3 separate regions of the Ovis aries genome follow, and regions 1 and 3 are each linked to region 2. A link is a contact called in public Hi-C data. All regions are on one chromosome and are shown on one strand. Each heading gives the region's core, a stretch centred on a gene start, on an enhancer-like site or on the middle of the called end of the contact. The rest is flanking DNA. Distances are from core to core; before and after follow the strand shown. Region 1 overlaps PDLIM5 (PDZ and LIM domain 5). Region 2 holds the start of PDLIM5 (PDZ and LIM domain 5). Region 3 overlaps PDLIM5 (PDZ and LIM domain 5).

What was found. Hi-C and Micro-C count contacts between places; a contact is called where the count stands out from the background.
Region 1: a Hi-C map of hypothalamus shows a contact between it and region 2, with 2.4 times the contacts expected there. The contact joins the enhancer-like site here to the promoter of PDLIM5 in region 2. A contact is called at or near these places in 2 of 16 Hi-C or Micro-C datasets (hypothalamus and skin fibroblasts).
Region 3: a contact with region 2 is called in a Hi-C map of liver, with 2.4 times the contacts expected there. The contact joins the enhancer-like site here to the promoter of PDLIM5 in region 2. A contact is called at or near these places in 4 of 16 Hi-C or Micro-C datasets (hypothalamus, liver, muscle and 1 more).

The regions. Positions count from the first base shown.
Region 1 is chr6:30,682,085-30,686,050 of ARS-UI_Ramb_v3.0, forward strand. PDLIM5 (PDZ and LIM domain 5) reads right to left here. Exons shown (of 15, transcript XM_060416872.1): 4 at 3,570-3,612. Among named protein-coding and RNA genes, the nearest start is that of PDLIM5, 130 kb to the right of the region's middle. Within about 2 kb of position 1,312, at least 13 of the 54 cell types and tissues checked have an H3K27ac peak or open chromatin away from gene starts, as enhancers often do. A contact at or near this core is called in hypothalamus, where this site is marked.
Region 2 is chr6:30,814,996-30,818,904 of ARS-UI_Ramb_v3.0, forward strand. PDLIM5 (PDZ and LIM domain 5) reads right to left here and starts at 2,388. Exons shown (of 15, transcript XM_060416872.1): 1 at 2,340-2,388.
Region 3 is chr6:30,661,048-30,664,895 of ARS-UI_Ramb_v3.0, forward strand. All of the region lies in intron 9 of PDLIM5 (PDZ and LIM domain 5), which reads right to left. Among named protein-coding and RNA genes, the nearest start is that of PDLIM5, 150 kb to the right of the region's middle. Within about 2 kb of position 2,469, at least 3 of the 54 cell types and tissues checked have an H3K27ac peak or open chromatin away from gene starts, as enhancers often do. A contact at or near this core is called in liver, where this site is marked.

The sequences.
Region 1 (3,966 bases), core at 62-2,561, 130 kb before region 2:
ACAGGCTCGATCCCTACACTGGGAAGATCCCCTGGAGAAAAAAATAACAACCCTCTCCAGTACTCTTGCCTGGGAAATCCAATGGATAGAGGAGCCCGGCGGGCTACAGTCCTGCAACCTGGTGGGTTGCAAAGAGTTAGACACAATTCAGCACACACACATCTGTCTTTTCAAGATATCTACTTTGGTTACTCTAAAATCTATTATCTTAAAATAGACAAATCCGAAAAATGACAACCAAATGCACCTCAACACTACATACTATTTATCTTCCTCATATGAGAGAAATAACTTTCTTTGAAAGGTACTAGTTTTCCTCAGTGTATACATCAAAACTTTCAAAAGTCACCCACAACCACAAAACCACACATAGGGCCCAGGAGCTGTCCTTCCAGACTTGCTCCTTTCTCTCAGCAGCAGCCTGGAACCCTGCCACCTTCTTTTTCAAAGCCCCCAAGTTGCCATGGGAACAGTCCTATGAAAGCACAGCCCCTTCATTACATGAATTAACATTCAGAAGGGATTATCTCAGAAAGGACCTAACTACACAATTATTTTAATTATATTTTCCTGGGAACTGACATTGGTTAAAAACAATCACACATGCAGATTATTTCCTTTTAAAAGACACTTTTGTCACAATAAATCTGATCAAAATGACTTTACAGAAATGACTTTGGTTTAAAGGATAGTCACTGGATTCCAAAAATAAAATAACCATCTATAAATGATGGCTACTGAAAACAGACTTCAATTTTTAAAAAAATCTGTGCCACAAAAAAAGAGGAAAATTATAAGGAATGGATTCTCAGAAAGTTATTATAACATTATATATTCAGTGTCCACTGCTTTAAATCTATTCATTTTAGAAAAATGTTTACAATGAAAGTATTCTCTAATTTGCTTCTGATGTTTTTAAGCATCCGTGAATGTTACTGTCCTCTCATTACTGTTTGCTTTTAAAGACTAAATTTCAGTGTAAGTTTATCTGAAAAGAATGTGGCTTAGCTAGCTGACCTAAGCTAATGCATCATACATAGACATGAGTCAAAACTAAATTTGTTTTCTGTCTTCAGAATACTTCCTAGAAATAAGCTTCTTACAAGCTTCTCATTTCCTCTCTCTTTAGCATGAGATACATAAGCTGACACAACTGCAACCATTCTATTTCAACTTTTGGTGACTCATAAAAGAACGGAAAAATTGAGAAAGAAAGATTCAAGATTTGCCTTGCATTATAAGGGCCAGCTGCTCCACGTTGTTCCAGACTTGGAGAAAAAGAGTTACAGAGTCCGTTACATGATTCATACCAGGTCAAGATGCATAATTAGGTTTGGATTAACCTATAATTGCCTTGCAGAGAGTGGTGTATTGTATATAACATAAAGCTACATTACATGTTAATGAAGCAGATGAAACTTCATTTCCCTTCTCTCAGAGAACAGCTGATTTGGGGGTGGGTGGAGATTAAGTGCTGCCTGGAAACTGCCTGAAAGAAGAGTTTGATAAGAGCAGAAAGCACCCGCGGCCACCTACCCATTTTGCTGTTTACTGTCACCCTGGGATCCTCTTCTCTGTCCCTCCGCTAGCTCCTGGGCAGTCTCGGCACACACGCTGGTGACTGTGGGCTGCCGTGGGACATTAACTGCAGGTTTACCAGCGTTCAGCGCAGATGACCGCTGGTCAGCACTAAGATTGGTATTAGCATGCGGTCCAGATGCAGCGAATGGGGGAGAAGTGACAGCGGCCACGGGTGGAGGGGAAGCATGTGATGAAGTGGTCGCGTGGGCTGGGGTGAAGGCAGACGATGGTGATGGGATGGATGTGACTTTTGGTGAAGACACAGAACCAAAGGGCCGCGGGGCCTTATTGTAGGCCATGTTGGTTGTGGAAGTGACTTTGGACACAGCAGGAGATGGAATGGGCACAGGTTTAACTACTTCTTTAGGTTCTCCCTATGTAAAATAAAAATAAACATACACAAAACACGGCAAAGACATGCAAAACAGATCCACTGAAAAGAACACACAGCTAGTTTATAAAAAGACAAACACAATTATGTTAGCAGGCCAAACTTTACACGTTTCCAGATAAAATATTAGCATGCATGCTAACTGGTCTCAACATGCATAACACAGATGCACATACTGAGTAAATAAATGTTTTTTAAAAAATGAAAGGAGTTCAAAATATTTAGGAAATAGATTAGGAAAGTTATCAAAAAGCCTAAAGGCCAACGTAAGTGTCAATTTAGACATATTCCAAAGGAAAAAATTTTAATACCCCACAGTAAACAAAACATCACTAATCAAAACATTTATTTTAAAATATCCGGAGTCTCAACTACAATTCCATCTTTTAAACACGTTTAATTACTCTCCAGAGTTCAATTATTTGATTCATGCAGAAGCAGCTGGACATTTCTAATTCTTCAATCAAAAAAAAAAGAAGGAATGTTCATTTCCATCTGATTCAGAAATGTGAACATTCTAATTATTTTGATTCAAGAAATTGCTCCTTAAAAATAAAACACAAAACAAATGAAACAAAATCAATCCTTTCCCTTTTCTACAGTCCACCTATTACTCTCTCTGGAATGTTTTGAGATATCACTAAAGATGGAATAAAATTCTTCCCTTTTCCAAAATAAATATTCAAAAGTAACAGAAGGAAAAAAAAAGAAGATCTTAAATGTTTCTTCACAGACATCAAAGAAAAAAATAACAACTAAGATCAATTCCACCTAAAATTAACAGAATTTGTGTTTGCAAACCCCTATTGCAAAGTAAGTGTGAATTTAAAAATAAACCCAGCTTAATCTTCTGTGATATTCAAGAATAAGTCCTTATCATCTCAAAAGAAAAACAATCGAATTCTATAAAAAGTACACAATGGTAGCTCTATTATGTTTAACTTAAAGGAAGAAAAAGTAATCTAATCTTATAGAAATAATAAAGCTGAGGGGGATAAAGTAACTTAATGCCTCAGGGAATCAATATGAGCAAATTCACTAAAAAGGCACAAGTAAAATTAAGGAGAAATCCCCCCAAAGCACAAAACCAGATGTAAATGAACAATGCTTTGGGACAATTTGAAGATATATATATATATATATAAAAAATAGGGTACTTGCCAAAAACCTAATCCAAGAATACTCTGAAAATATAGTTTAAAAATGTAATTTAGTATTACCATTAAACTGTCATTAAAGACTTACTGTGACATTCATTTTTGTAACCACTTATTTAATCTGTTTAGATTATTTGAATAAAGAGGCAAATTAAAAGTGAAGGTAAGACATCTGGATGTGAGTTACCAATAATACATGACACTGGAAATACTATTTAAATAATAAGGAATAATTATATTGTTTAAATAATAAGGAATAATTACATGATAATTCTGTTATGTGTTGATTTTCACTATCCCTCATCATCTTTAAAGAACTGTGAGGAAAAACTGTATGAGAACTATAAATTGTCAGTATGGTTGGAGACAGGAATGGAAGTTAGAGTGGTTCAGGAGGGACAATCAAATATTACCCCAGTAATGCTGGATTAGAAACACACCTTTTGAACAGGAACTGGTTCAAGCTTGGGTGTAGCAGATGCTCTGAGGAAAAAACAGAAAAAGGAAGAAAACATGAATTTTTGCAAAATTATTAATGAAATTTTTATGATTATGTACCTTAATATACTAAATCATCAGACTTTATAGTTTCATAATTCATGCTTTTAACTGTTCACAACCTACTAATTAGCTCATGAAACTCAAATGCTGTAAGATCCAATAACTCATACACTAAGTATTGAATAGTTCTCCACACATTCAAATGAGGAAAGACAAATATCAATCCTGTTTGCTAATTAACCCATGATTAACCTTTAAATTACTCCTTGGAAGAAAAGTTATGACCAACCTAGATAGCATATTCAAAAGCAGAGACATTACTTTGCTGACTAAGGT
Region 2 (3,909 bases), core at 1,138-3,637:
TCATGGTACCATGTACTTTTATATAACAAAGAAAAACTAAAGGAAAAAAAGCATTATTCAGAGCTTGGTATTGGTTGTTATGGTGATTATGTGGGAGAAATTAGGAGGAATAGGGATTTTCTAAAATGTAATACTAAGAAATGTATGATTTTCTTTAAAATATTAATAATATAACAATAAATAATTTAAAACCACACTTAAAAAAAAAAAAGCTCCTTAAGACCCACTTCCTTGGAAAAATCTGTGTTGTTTAACCAAATCATTACCTGTCCTAAAATATTTCATTTTTTAACATATTCAAAATTTCTACTTCATCACATCAATTAATAGTGGCAAATATAGATATTTGAACAACTGGGTGTATTAAAAGCAGGCAGATTCCATCTTCTCCTATAGGGAAAATGAGGCAAAATTTTCAAATAAGTCTAAGTTCTTAAAGAAAATTCAGTGAAAATCTGCACTACATCTACCAGAAAAAAAAAGAGGAAGCTTCTCCCCAGGCATAGTAGTTCACTGAACTACTAGGCAACAAAAAGATGAAAAGGCCAAACCAGACATCAAACTATTAGATACAGGTGAAAAATGAACATGAAGGAGGCAATAAGGAGCCACAATCCACGGGGTCTCAAGAGCGGGACACGACAGGACTTAGCAACTAAACCACCCCATATACATAATTTAATTGCTTTCTCCCTATAATAAAAGCGTTTCTGAGAACTTGTAGAGAGGGACTACTTGGATGATGGCACACATTTATCAAAAGTGTATAAAGCCAACAGATATTTCACAGGCAATATGCCCATCCTTCTTTTTTAATCTTTAACTTTTCATCAAAAGAAGAACGTGAAAGTTAGGCTCAACTTTCCTAATCCCATTGTTCCCTACAAGAAAATGTATTTAATTCATATATTAACTCATGTACCTGTAACTCTCTTTACTTGGGAGTTCCTTTCCTGCTTTCCCTCATTTGTTATTAAACTCTCTAGAACTGGCAAGTTCACAGCCACACTATAGAGCCAGTGTCAGTTCATTTCCAGTCAGTGCCATTTCCCTCCCTTTGCCAGTTTCATGTGACTTGAAATAGTCAGAAATCAAAGCAACAGTTATATTGTTGGCCTTTTCCAGGTCTGGTTATTAGTGCCCAAACTCTTCCTAAATTACCAAGGAGGCAGGAAATATTGAGCAGCCTTTCTTCCTTCAAATAAGTAGAAAGTGTTGGAACTTCTGTATAGTGTTGGATTTTCTTTTAGGGAAAGTCCAAACAATGTCTTCACTCAAGGAAGCTTGGTATTTCCCACACTTCTAACTTCTTCAGTGGATGGGAGGACTGGAAAGAAGAATTCGTGATGAATTGCTCAGAGTTGGGTCTAAAATTAAAGATGTATCTTAAGATTCTTTTCCTCCCCAGAATGAGAGACTGTGGAGGTAGAGTGGAAGAATTAAAGCCACAAGCAGCGGATGAAAGTAGCCGACGAGACAGTTTTCCAGCAAAGAGGTTCACGCCTAGCCCTGTTTGCCAAATAAGGTTCCCGAGCCGGCTGTTTCCGAGGCAGGCGGGTTCCAATGTCCTCGTGGTCAGGAAGGCGGACTTGGGATAGGATCTGGCGATCACACCCTAGACCTGCCCTGCCCAGCGCAGCCACCAATTTTCTTTCCAAGCTCTGCCCTATCCATACGCCCTTCCTTTTTCCACTTATTGTCAAACGAATTAGAGGCACAGCCTAAAAAAGCCCCAACAAGTACGCAAGCATTAATAAATCCGGCGTTTACGACAGATCTGTTTTTTAAACAAGCTTTAACTTCTGGACTCATATCTGTTTATTAAACAAACTTTATTCCCTTAACAGGTTACACAATCCTAAATGTTGGGGGGGGGGGGAGCGGGGAGTGTGAAATAAATGCTTCTCAGTAGAGTGAGCGCAAATAAAAGCCCCGCTTCCTCTCCACACCTCCAGGAGACTGCGCAGGACGCGAGTATCCCCAGACTCTAAGGTGTGTGCCCAAAGGCGCTCGGCACCCGGATGGTGGCCCGCCCTCGCCCGACTCCTGAGCCCCTGCCTCAGCCGTCCTAGTCCCAGCCCGTCCCGGGTCCAGTGCCCGTTCTCTGGCCTGGAGCCCGCTTCCGCGCCGCCGTTTCCCTGGTAGTCCTCTTCCCACGCCACTCTCCACCTCCGCAGATCCGCGTCCAGCAAACACCTGAGAAGCTTCCCAGCGCTAGGCGCACCACCGTCTCTCCCTAAGCAGGACTTCTCGCCGTGCTCTCAGTGCACGGCGATTCCTTCTTTCCCTCCTCCCTACCCGGGTTCCGAGACGCGCATCCCATGAAGGCGGCCACTCACCTCCGGTCCGGCGCCGCGATGCCTCCGAATCAGACGAGCGCTGACAAGTGACTCGCGGTGCTTGTGCCTTCCCCACGGCCCGCGGGAACTTCCGCCTCCTGGATCCCGCCCCCACCCCGCCAGCCCCAACACACACACACACACACACACACACACACACACTCACACACACACCGGCCCCGCCCCCGGGCCAGGGCACGCCCCCTCCTCTCCTGGCCACGCCCCGGACCCGCAGGGCTGCGGCGAGCTGAGAGAAGGCTGCGGGTGAACCTAGCGCGCGGGCTAACTGCAGCGAGCCGAAGCTGCTGCGGAAAGACAATTGCAGTACGGAGTTTCGGTGGGACCAGTCTTAGGGGGTTTTGAGCAGTACCTGACAAAGGTCCTCTCTGCCTGTTTGTTTTGTCGTGGATGCGTTTTTCTCTCCAGAAACTGAATTTGGCAAGCAGTTGCTTTTGGCTAAAAATAGGAGAGGGCTTTGGATAAATCCCTATCTATGCAAGCCCAGCGGCCACTGCCTGGTTTTTTGAGCAAGCTTTATGTGCCCGGAGAAGTGAAGACTTTAAAGTTGACCTGTTAGGAAAGGGAAAATCAGCAACTTTAATACCTAGAAGTTAAATCCTCTAATCAAACCAGAAGACCGTGTTAAAGAGCAGCGGCCGAAGGTGGTTCAACCATTATAACCTCAGCTTATTTTTTCTAAGTCCAGATCGATAGTCCACTTTCCAGTTTCTATAAAGGTGCTTGATTTAGCCCAAGGGATTTATTCATGAGCAAATTTGAATAACGTTCAGTGAACATAAGAGAAAGTAACTTTTAGGCTTGTTTTGAACTGTAAATTGGCTTATAACATGTGAAAAGGACAGTTCTTAACCATGGGACTTATCAAGCAAGGCTGATGGAGTCCGTGGGTCCCCAAGAAGTGCAAACAAAATTCTAGAGAACATCCCAAACTGCTCTGTCCAAACCGGTAACCATCTATCACATGTAGCTACTGAACATTTGAAATTTATTTACTGCGACTGAAGCACTGAATTTTTTGTTTTATGTAAATTTAATTTAAATTTAAAAACTGAAGTAGGGTAACATGCCTCCGTTAAAAACAACTTTAGTGTTTGGATAGGAGTACATTTCTCTTAAACGTCGTGTCCAAATCGTGCTACAATGGAACTGGATTTTGAAGACTTATTATGACAAAGATAATATAAAATGTCATTAATAATTTTATGTTGATTACATGTTGAAGTAAAATTTTTATGTTTGTTAAACATACAATTAAACTTAATTTTGCTGTTTTTTAACGTGGATACTAAGATATTTTGCATTACCAATGTTGACTGACATTATTATATTTTCATTGGACAGCACTAGTCCATAGTTTTCATCACATTCTCTGAAAGATTATATTGGAGGGAAGGGTTTCCTAGTGTGAACTGGTTTACAGAGTGCTTTAATATTTGTTGTCATGTTTGACATCTCCCTCCCAAAATATATAAAGAAATAAATAGTAACAATAGCTGCCACTTACAAACACCTACCATACACTAGGCAGTGTAAAAATTTTTACTACACT
Region 3 (3,848 bases), core at 1,219-3,718, 150 kb before region 2:
CCTTCAATCTTTCCCAGCATCAGGGTCTTTTCTAGTCAATCAGTTCTTCTCATCAGGTTGCAGAAGTATTGGAGCTTTAGCTTCAGCATCAGTCCTTCCAATGAATATTCAGGGCTGATTTCCTTTAGGATGGACTGGTTGGATCTCCTTGCAGTCCAAGGGACTCTCAAGAGTCTTCTCCAACACCACACCACAGTTCAAAAGCATCAATTCTTTGGCACTCAGCCTTTCTTATGGTCCAACTCTCACATGCATACATGACTACTGGAAAAACCATAGCTTTGACTGGACAGACCTTTGTCAGTAAAGTAATGTCTCTGCTTTTTGATATGCTGTCTCGGTTTGTCATAGCTTTTCTTCCAAGGAGCAAGTGACTTTTACCCTTCGTGATTGCATTCACTATCTGCAGTGATACTGGAGCCCAAGAAAAGGAAGTCTGTCCCTGTTTCCACTGTCGCCCCATCTATATGCCATGAAGTGATGGTGCCATGTCCTTAGTTTTTTGAATGCTGAGTTTTAAGCCCATTTCAGGGAGTACATTAAGAAAAACTTTCTACCTGGGCTTCAATCTTCTCCAGAAGGTAAATAAACATAAACTTCTCCAGTATTTATTTCTGAGTTCGAGTGATTTTTGTTTGCCTGTTAATATCTTTCAACAACCAGCATTTATTATTTTAATAATAATCCTTGACAACATCTTGTTTTCTATATATATATATATTTTTAACTTTTAAAAATCCCTTAAATTAACACTGTCTGGTTGTTTTATCTTTCACATTTAAATGACTATTATGTGTATGTACATTTTCTTAACATGCATGTGGTACTGCTTCAATATCCCTACTTGTATCACTGCCAAGAGATCTGATGATATTAACAAGAGATATTTGACTCTATTGTTGTAAGCAAAGGATAAGTTTGAGTACCACTTAAAAGTCTTGCTTCTTTGTATCAAAACTTCCAGTTTACCCATTATCTGAACAGTGATATACAACTACCTGAAGCCATTAAAATCTTTCAGAAATTTATCCTCAAACGTTTATTCCTATCCTAGAATTATTAGGATATTAGGGTAATAAATTATGTGAAAAGATAAAATACATATGTAATGCTAACTCAAAAATTGATGAGGTGTTATCCTAGCTTGAACATAACTTTAAAGAAATGATTACAGACTCTTCAGAAGTATTTGATTAGATGTATTTGGGAGATGAACACATATCAAAATTGGACAAAGAAGCAGCACTCAATACATACCTGTTAATAGATATAAAAATAGAGAAACACAACAGAGAAAATATAGACGATTAAGACTTCTCATAAGAATAATGTAACTTGAAAACAGAGTTCTTTAATTTGACTAGGAAGAAGAAAATTAAGACATCCGAATGTCCATACCTATCAAATGTTTTATGCTATACTATGCAATAAATTATTTCAATTTCCTTTTATAAAATCCCTGGTAGCTCAGCTGGTAAAGAATCTGCCTGCAATGCAAAAGACACCAGTTTGATTTCTGGGTCACGAAGATCCACTGGAGAAGGGCTACGTTACCCATTCCAATAGTCTTGCCTGGAGAATTCCATGGCAGAGAAGCCTGGCAGGCCACAGTCCATGGGGGTCTCAAAGAGTTGGACATAAGTGAGCGACTAACACATACCCATTCCAGTATTCTTGGGCTTCCCTGGTGGTTCAGACAGTAAAGAATCTGCTTGCAATGCGGGAGACCTAGGTTTGATCCTGGGTTGGGAAGATCCCCTGGAGAAGGGAATGGCTACCCACTCCAGTATTCTGGTCTGGAGAATTCCAGGGACTGAATATGTATAGTCCATGGGGTCGCAAAGAGTCAGACACGACTAAGCGACTTTCACTTCACCATCATAATAAACACACCTTCACATAAAAGTAGAAAAACTTGGGGTTTTGAAACTTTCAGTGTGATGGAAAGATGTAAAACCGAATGGCAGTCAAAGATAGAAAATTAAGTCTTCCATCATGGGGAAGACTATTATCATTACCCCCAATTAATCTTTTTAAATTATAATTTCTTTTGAATTAAAAAAAGTAAGCTGTAGGAAGTATCTTCAACATTGAATTTTAGTTAAAATAAGTTCCTTTTATTTTTTTGTTTAACTCAATAAAATAATTTTGAAATATTTAAGGTTAAAAGAAAAGAATTTATCGAAACAGCATCATAATAGAAGCACTGCTAGTCTGATAAAACTTCTAAAGAACTTAGTGCATATTCTGTACTTTGAAAGTCAATGTTTGCTTATTACAAACGCTGATTTTCATGAAACAACTTCATAAATATTAGTCTTCACAGTTAAATTTGGAAAAAGTATCCAAGTATTTCCATAATGAAACAGAAAATTAAACAATCTGTGTGTGAAAACAGAGTACATAGGAACTATGTTTCTTGCTTCAATAATACACTTTTCTCACAAGGAGCTCAAGTGTAGTAATTACTTATGCTCAATAGATGGCGACTTTACATTATAGTCATCAAACCACTGTTCGCCTGTGTGCTGTGCTGTACTTAGTCATTCAGTCACGTCTGACGCTTTGCAACCCCATGGACTGTAGCCCGCCAGGTTCCTCTATCCATGGGATTCTCCAGGCAAGAATACTGGTGTGGGTTGCCATGCCCTCCTCCAGGGGATCTTCCCGACCCAGGTCTCCCGCATTGCAGGTGGGTTCCTTACTGTCTGAGCCACCAGGGAAGCCCATAGGACAATATAATCAACCAGTAGAAAAGGAAAGGAGATAAATTACAAACATCCCATATTTTGCAATAGACAATAATTACTATTTGGTTATATACCCATTTTTGAACCTGTGGCCTTTTTTTCCAGGTTAACACAATACTTTGCAGGAATGCATATGATAATATTATCAGCTAAGCATAATTCTATTTTTGCTTTTAAAAATTAGACTGTGCTGTGAAAGTCTTTGTGTTCTGTGTTTTGGGACAAACCTGATTTTAACCTCATGAAAACATGTGAGATTATGAGCCAAGGAAATGATTCCTAATTCCTTTGTGTAGCTTTTAAATAATAATTTTAGGTAATTTACTCAAATGACACATGTCCTAATAAGAATATACAACAGAGTCCAGTATATTTGTGAAAACAGAAATAATGAAGACATGCACAGGTTAGCAAACTGTGTTTTTTCATTAATCTATTTTTACACTTTCACTGCCGAGGGCTGGGGTTTAATCCCTGATCAGGGAACTAAGATCCCACAAGACGAGAGGCTAAATAAATAAATTTTTAAAAATCTGTTTTATGTGGATCCTGTGAATATCTGTGAACAACCTAAAATGTTTTAAAAACTTGCTGTAAATTGAACCTGTTGGGAAAAATTTATGTAGGTTCTGCTGTCTAAATTTTCAATGAATGTACAAAGGTGACAAGTTTGTATTCAAGAAGTAACATCTGTTCTGATGGCCTTCAACTGAAGATCACAGGGACATTAGTTAGTGCCAAGGGACAGCCTAGATTTTTCCCCCCCATAACCACTTCAGTTTTGTGTAATGTAACTGGTGACTGGAGTTTGAACTGTTTTCTAGCTAACAGGAGAGCCAGTCACTCTTCCCCTGGTGAGTACGTTTAAGTCTTTGGAAATGGGGAAACTACATCACACATTAATTCTTCACCATAATCTGTGAAAAATCAGAACCCACCATTACTTGAACAAGAGAGAGAGAGAAAAAACAGACTAATGAAAGTATGTTTGGGTCATGATAATTTTAGAAATCGTTTTTGCTAAACTAAAATACCACCTTGGTGGTGGTTTGGTGGTTTAGTTGCTAAGTCGTGTCTGACTCTTGTGATCCCATGGAC